2 separate regions of the Zea mays genome follow, and region 1 is linked to region 2. A link is a contact called in public Hi-C data. All regions are on one chromosome and are shown on one strand. Each heading gives the region's core, a stretch centred on a gene start, on an enhancer-like site or on the middle of the called end of the contact. The rest is flanking DNA. Distances are from core to core; before and after follow the strand shown.

The links. A called contact is a pair of places that touch in the nucleus more often than the background predicts.
Region 1: a contact with region 2 is called in a Hi-C map of leaf, with 6 times the contacts expected there. The contact joins the enhancer-like site here to the promoter of LOC100383476 in region 2. A contact is called at or near these places in 3 of 25 Hi-C or Micro-C datasets (endosperm, leaf and tassel).

What each region holds. Positions count from the first base shown.
Region 1 is chr7:27,340,059-27,343,064 of Zm-B73-REFERENCE-NAM-5.0, forward strand. No RefSeq gene overlaps it. Among protein-coding and RNA genes, the nearest start is that of LOC541806, 38 kb to the right of the region's middle. Within about 2 kb of position 1,418, at least 18 of the 20 cell types and tissues checked have an H3K27ac peak or open chromatin away from gene starts, as enhancers often do. A contact at or near this core is called in leaf and tassel, where this site is marked.
Region 2 is chr7:26,745,082-26,748,493 of Zm-B73-REFERENCE-NAM-5.0, forward strand. It overlaps LOC100383476, which reads left to right and starts at 1,872. Exons shown (of 5, transcript NM_001176124.1): 1 at 1,872-2,378. The coding sequence starts at 1,995.

The DNA of each region.
Region 1 (3,006 bases), core at 168-2,667, 590 kb after region 2:
GATCTTCAGTGGCAAGCTCGTCTACTCGCATCAATACGAACAAACATGGTATAGCAAAAATTAACATCACACCAAACAATAGATCAGAATGTATGGTAATATTCTACGCTGCGCAACGAGATCGTAGGAACAAGAATTACTAAATTTAGAATTACGGTTATTTAGTTATGAATTTCTAAAGTTATTTAGCACTTAGAATATATTAATTCAACTGTACAATTTTATTCCAAGTTATATGGCTAAACAGTGGTACTAGATGATGAACAATATTAAAACAAAATTATTGCAACTGGAATGGATCAATTTGGAGCAAAAATGAATTAAATATGAATTATACAAGTTTCTAGAATTATTTTTGTATTAAAAATCAATTTCTATAATTAATTATCTATTTTTCATTGTTATCTGGACTGCGCGTCAATACTGGAAAGGTCAGGGGCTAACTCGCAAAAAACCCCACAGACTCAGATCTAACACGTGGTGGACGGCAGGTTGATATATATAAAGGACAGGGGCCCATTTACAATTTTACCTCGGGGAAGCGTTATCTGGTGATCCTAGCGGTCCGATCTAAATCAGATGGTCCACATTACATCCGCGTTTCCCCGAACGGGTATGCGATCACCGCAGGTTCGGAGATCGATGGTTCAGGTGAAAAACACGCATGACTGCGCCCTGCCCGCACGATTGTGATCCGACACTCCCGAACCACTCGTGCCGAAGCGTTATGTTGGATTTAATCATAGCCACCCACGCCCGAATCAATGGCCAGCATCTATCTTCCCCGACGCGACGTCCACAGCGGCGGCGACGCTCCCATACCCGGCGGAGGACGTCACCGGCTAGAACCCAAAGATCGAAATCCGCCCGGAACTCCGTCCCGATGGGCTCTAATCGTAGTAGAGAAGATCGCGGGGCTAGGGGAGGCTATCTCACCGAGTATTGAAGTGTGGGTAGCCCTGTCGCGGCGGAATGCGGTTCCAGCGGTGGAAAAGGCTCCGGTGAGCAATTCTCGCCACCGCGACGCCCGGTTCTTCCTGTCGCGCCCGCGAGTGGCACCACCCCGCTCCCGTGATGCACCCCGACCCGGATTCAGATCACCAGCAACGCTGACTCCCAGTCTACCACGTGGCGGCCCTGGTCTCTCTCTCCTTTTCACTGTGATGGCGGCTCACGGGATGCACACGTCGAATTGCGCAGACGAGCCCGAGGATGGGTTTTATGTGACCGACAGGGGAAGGTCCAGGGTTTGGGGTTGTTGGGCTCAGCCCGAGCTCGGCAGACGTTGCTCGCTCCCCACCATGGCTTGCGCCCGGTTTGTTATGAATGTAAGGACGGCTGGCCCGTGGGGCCCGGGGTAAGTGACGGCACCAGGGCTAAGCGTCTGGGCCCATACTTCATCCATGGGACGATTGCGAGCGGAAGGACACGGCGTCGTGAGAGACCGACGTGCAGGTCCCACTAGTCGGCGTGGTTGATTGACTCTGGGCCGACCAGACTTCTAGTTGGACCGGGAATGGTTGCAGGCCGCGCGCGGAGAAGGAATGGGCCGCGCGGAGGGATCCGTAGGTGGGCCAGCTCCGCGATTTAAGCCCACGCTCCATTCCTTTTATTTTCTTTATTCTTTTTCTCTTCTGATTTCTTTTCCTTTTTGTTTTTAGAACTCAAATGGAATTCAGTTTTAACTGTGAACATATACTCATTAAATGTACAAATTGTATATACTAATATGAGAAGGACTTCATGTTTTTATAAATTTATTTCTCTATTTTGTGTAGTGGTTTTCTTATCTTCTCTCAAATCTTAGAATTTCCTTTAAAACTTAAATTCCAATTTGGGTATTAACATATTTCTTTTTACATTATTTTTATATTGTCACAAAATGCACAAAAAATGAAACCTCAGCATGATGCACAATTTAGTGGCATGTCCCTTATTACCATTTGTTTTTAAATGAGATGTTCACATGTGATGGTAAATAGTGATAACACATATATATAGAGGAAATAATTTCTCCTTTAATATTTTCTTACAAATTGGGTATTACAGTGAGTTGAACTACTTCCTTGGATTTCAAGTGAAGCAACTCAAGGAAGGAACCTTCATCTCCCAAACGAAGTACACTCAAGACCTGCTCAAAAGGTTTGGGGTGAAGGACGCAAAGCCCCACCAAAACGTCAATGGGAACCGACGAACACTTGGATCTCGACAAAGGAGGCAAGTCCGTTGATCAAAAGGCATACCAGTCTATGATAGGTTCTTTACTTTATCTCTGCAAGTAGACCGAATATAATGCTTAGTGTATGCATGTGTGCTAGATTTCAATCCAACCCTAAGGAATGTCATCTTGTGGACGTGAAGTGAATTCTTAGATATTTAGTTTTTACGCCTTGCTTCAGGATCTAATATCCAAAGGGGTCTACCTTTGACTTAATCGGATATTCAAATTCCGACTATGCCGGGTGCAAGGTTGATAAGAAGAGCAAATTAGGGTTTTGTCAGTTTCTGGGAAGGTCTCTGGTGTCTTGGAGCTCTAAGAAACAAACATCTGTTGCCATATCCACCGCTGAGGCCGAGTATGTTGCCGCAGGTCAGTGTTGCGCGCAACTACTTTGGATGAGGCAAACCATCCAGGGCTTTGGATACAATCTGAGCAAAGTCCTACTCCTATATGATAATGAGAGTGCAATCCGCTTGGCGGGTAATCCTATTGAACACAGCCGTACTAAGCACATAGACATCCGACATCAATTTTTGAGAGACCACCACCAAAGGGGAGATATCGATGTTTGCCATATTAGCACTGAGAACTAGCTAGCCGATATCTTCACCAAGCCTTTAGATGATAAGAGGTTTTGCAGGCTGCGTAGTGAGCTAAATGTCTTAGATTCGTGGAACTTAGATTGATCTATAGCATACATATATTTTTATGCCTTTGATGATATTCTTTTAAGCAATTATGTTCTGTCTTTACTTACTTTGGTGCTCAAGTTGTACATGTCATCC
Region 2 (3,412 bases), core at 622-3,121:
GTAAAGCCACAAAATAGAGGTAAAGAGCAAAATCACAGAGTTTGAAAAGTAGGGTCAAAATCACAATTAGAAATCAAAGTGGGGATTGTTGAACACAAAAAGTGACATGCGGACTGTCCGTCCCTGGGGTCGAACGGTCCGCGGTCCAGACTGTCCGCGGTGGTGACGCGGACGGTCAGTGCATGCGTAGAATTAGTTAGGGTTCCGGATTTCTAGCGGGATTTGTTAGCTAAACCTACGAGATTAACTCGAGAACCGACTTGTAACGTGTCCAGACCTCCCCTTAATATAGATGAAGGGCTACGACCGATTGAATCCCCTACAGTCGACCTAATCAAATCTATTTATCAATTTTATCTTATTTATATCGTTCTTCCAATTCCCAGGAGTATTCCCCAACAATCTCTCTTCGACTCTACGTCGATTAGAGGAACACCGGTCGGCCTGCCAACCCGAAGCAACGCCTTGGAACTATCCTCTTCGATGGGATCTCTCTCGAGGCGAGTTCCAGGATTCTTCACAAAGAGGAAGATCCTCTGCGCTATTGCGGACCATCCGAAAGCGTGCAGAGGAGAACCATCTAGAGCTTGGAGAAGGAGACGTCGACAACGCGCAAGACCCCTGCCTGGAACGCCCAAACTTCATAGACATTTGTATATATTATTATTAATTTATCCGTTTTGTATATATGAATATATATATATAATTATAATTATTGAATATATATATATATATATTATTGTACATATCCATTTTAATGTAAGTAAACATATAATAAAATCTGGGTTCGATATTTTAGTAGTGGTTCTAGCAAAGAACCAGTACTAAAAAGAAACATTTAGTACCGTTTCATGCAACAAACCGGTATTAAAGATGTAAGTTTTAATACCTGTTTATGCCGAGAACCAGTACTAAAGTCTCATCTTTAGTATCGATTCATACAACCGAGATTAAATATGAGGCGTTCAGGATATATTTGTTTGTGTTATAATCTAGCCAGATTATATAATCTAACTTATTTTAAACTAACATTTAACTTAAAATAAGTTAGATTATATAAGCTGAGTAGATTGTAATCTCAAACAAACACCCCATAGTCCCAGATGCTAAGTATCGGTTGGAAATATGGTAATGTAGTGTGTGTTCGAATCTCCCGTATAGTGGTAATAGTTCAACGCAAATCAATAAATATTGATAACATTGATTATTATGCATTAGGCACGGGTACATATAGAGAATGTGATAAGTAAATTATGATAATATGGGTTTGATCGTGGACAAATCCAGATTTTTTTTCTCCTAACCATGCCGACACGTATATATGTTAGGAATGAAATTGAAATCAGACATCCAAACTAGAAATCTACTGCCATAGAGTAGTGGCATGCATCACTTGTTTACCTGTAGATACCCTCGTGATCTCTGTTCATTAAATCCGTACTCAAGTTGAGGTGATGTCCCTCTCTAACGCCATGTAATTGGGCACAGGTATCTAGCCTAGGTTGTTAAGCGCCACTTTGTTAGATGACCGTAAACAAATGTAGTAGAAATCACAATTCACAAGGATACGTATGGATTTGAAACAAGAAGTTACGTCTAGATGAGAAATACGAAAAAAAGGGTTGTTGGAAGGATGCCAAGAACAGCTATATATGACTTGTCTTTTCATGATTCCGTCACGTACGTCCAAAGTAATGTCGTCAAGAAGCGCTTAGATAACGACACAGGCTAGTTGGCCGGCGGCCGCGCTAACGCTAACGCCAAGGCTAATCCCGAACCCGAAATGGCAGGTAGCTCTGCTCGATGACTCGGCCCCTCTCGAAAGCCACGAAAATCGCTGGGCCGTTCGATTCACTCACCTCACTCCACCTCTTGACTGAAGAAGCCGTCTGCCTGCCTCCGACTCCCGCGTCTCTCCTCCAAGTGATCTCCTTCCACCTTTGCCGATCGCCCGTTGCCACCGGCCGGGCGATCCTCGTACTTCCACTTCCACCATGGCCTCCTCCTCCTCTTCCTCCTCCTCCTCCTCCTCCTCCTCCTCCTCCTCCCGCTTCCTCCTCCCGCTGCTACTGCTCTGTTCGCACCTCTCCCTCGCCTCGGCAGAGGAGGCGGCGTCGGCGGCAGCGGACCTCCTCAGCGAGGCGCGCGCGCCGGGGTTCGCCGCGTGGCTGCGCGGCGTGCGGCGGCGCATCCACCAGCGCCCCGAGCTGGCCTTCCAGGAGTTCCGCACCAGCGAGCTCGTGCGGGCCGAGCTCGACGCGATCGGCGTCCCGTACCGGTGGCCCGTCGCCCAGACCGGCGTCGTGGCCACCATCGCGGGCGCCGCCGCCGGCCCCGTCGTCGCGCTCCGGGCCGACATGGACGCGCTCCCCGTGCAGGTCCGTGCCCGCCTCCTGTCCCCCGCCGCAGGCCTTTCAGCGGTCTAAACTGCCACGGTTCTGTCTGTTTTTCTTTTTTTTTTCGAGTGTTCAATCATTTGCTTTTTGTCTCCTACTCCGTCCCTCCAAAATAAATCAAATTTTATAGATATCCTTGGTCAAACTATTTTAAACTTAATTAAATTTATATACAAACCAGAAGATATATGATACGAATTAATATTACATACAACAACTCTTTCTATAATATACTATTAATATTTTTTGTCGTCGGTTGTTTATTTTTGAACTAAACTGCGATAAATAAAAAAACGAATGGAGTATTAGTTTAGAACGAGGCTACTACTAGTAATGCTTGGTAAATATAATTGTGTTATCACCCAGTTCGGGCCATTCCTTTGAACACTAGTACCTCCATTATTATTTTTCCACGTGAGGACAATAGTACCTCCATTTTGTTTTTTATATATACCAGGCTTGTACGCCAAATCTTGTAATAACAAACTTTTCCACATGACAACAATCTTGTTATACATACGCTACATGCTTACATCACCGAAAGTATTTTCTTATTGTTGTGATGTTACTCGTATATAATCGTAATAGTGCTTCACGGAATTTGCTAGTAAAAAATGAGTTCAGAGGCCAGTTAAATCAAACCACGCTTTCTCTATTTTTTCAAATAAATGGAGCATATTGATTTAGGACCCAACTCGCAGCTGGAAGATACTTTAAGTTTATAGTAAACGCAAGAGTTTTTTTTTAAAAAAAAAACACTTGCCAAGTTACTGATTGTACCAATTGGGAAAATTGAGTACGGAGCTAACTTTTTTTTTTTACCTTTTTAATAATTTATAATATTTGGTTGCTAAAAATCAATTCCGCCACTCAACCTCCTGCTGCACTTGACTTCAACTGTTCCTCCCATTCAATTCCCTATTTTCTATTTTTTTACGCTACTTCCCCTATATATATACACTGTGTCTCATATACAACTTCTCCTATATAATATTCCATCCGTTTATAAATATATG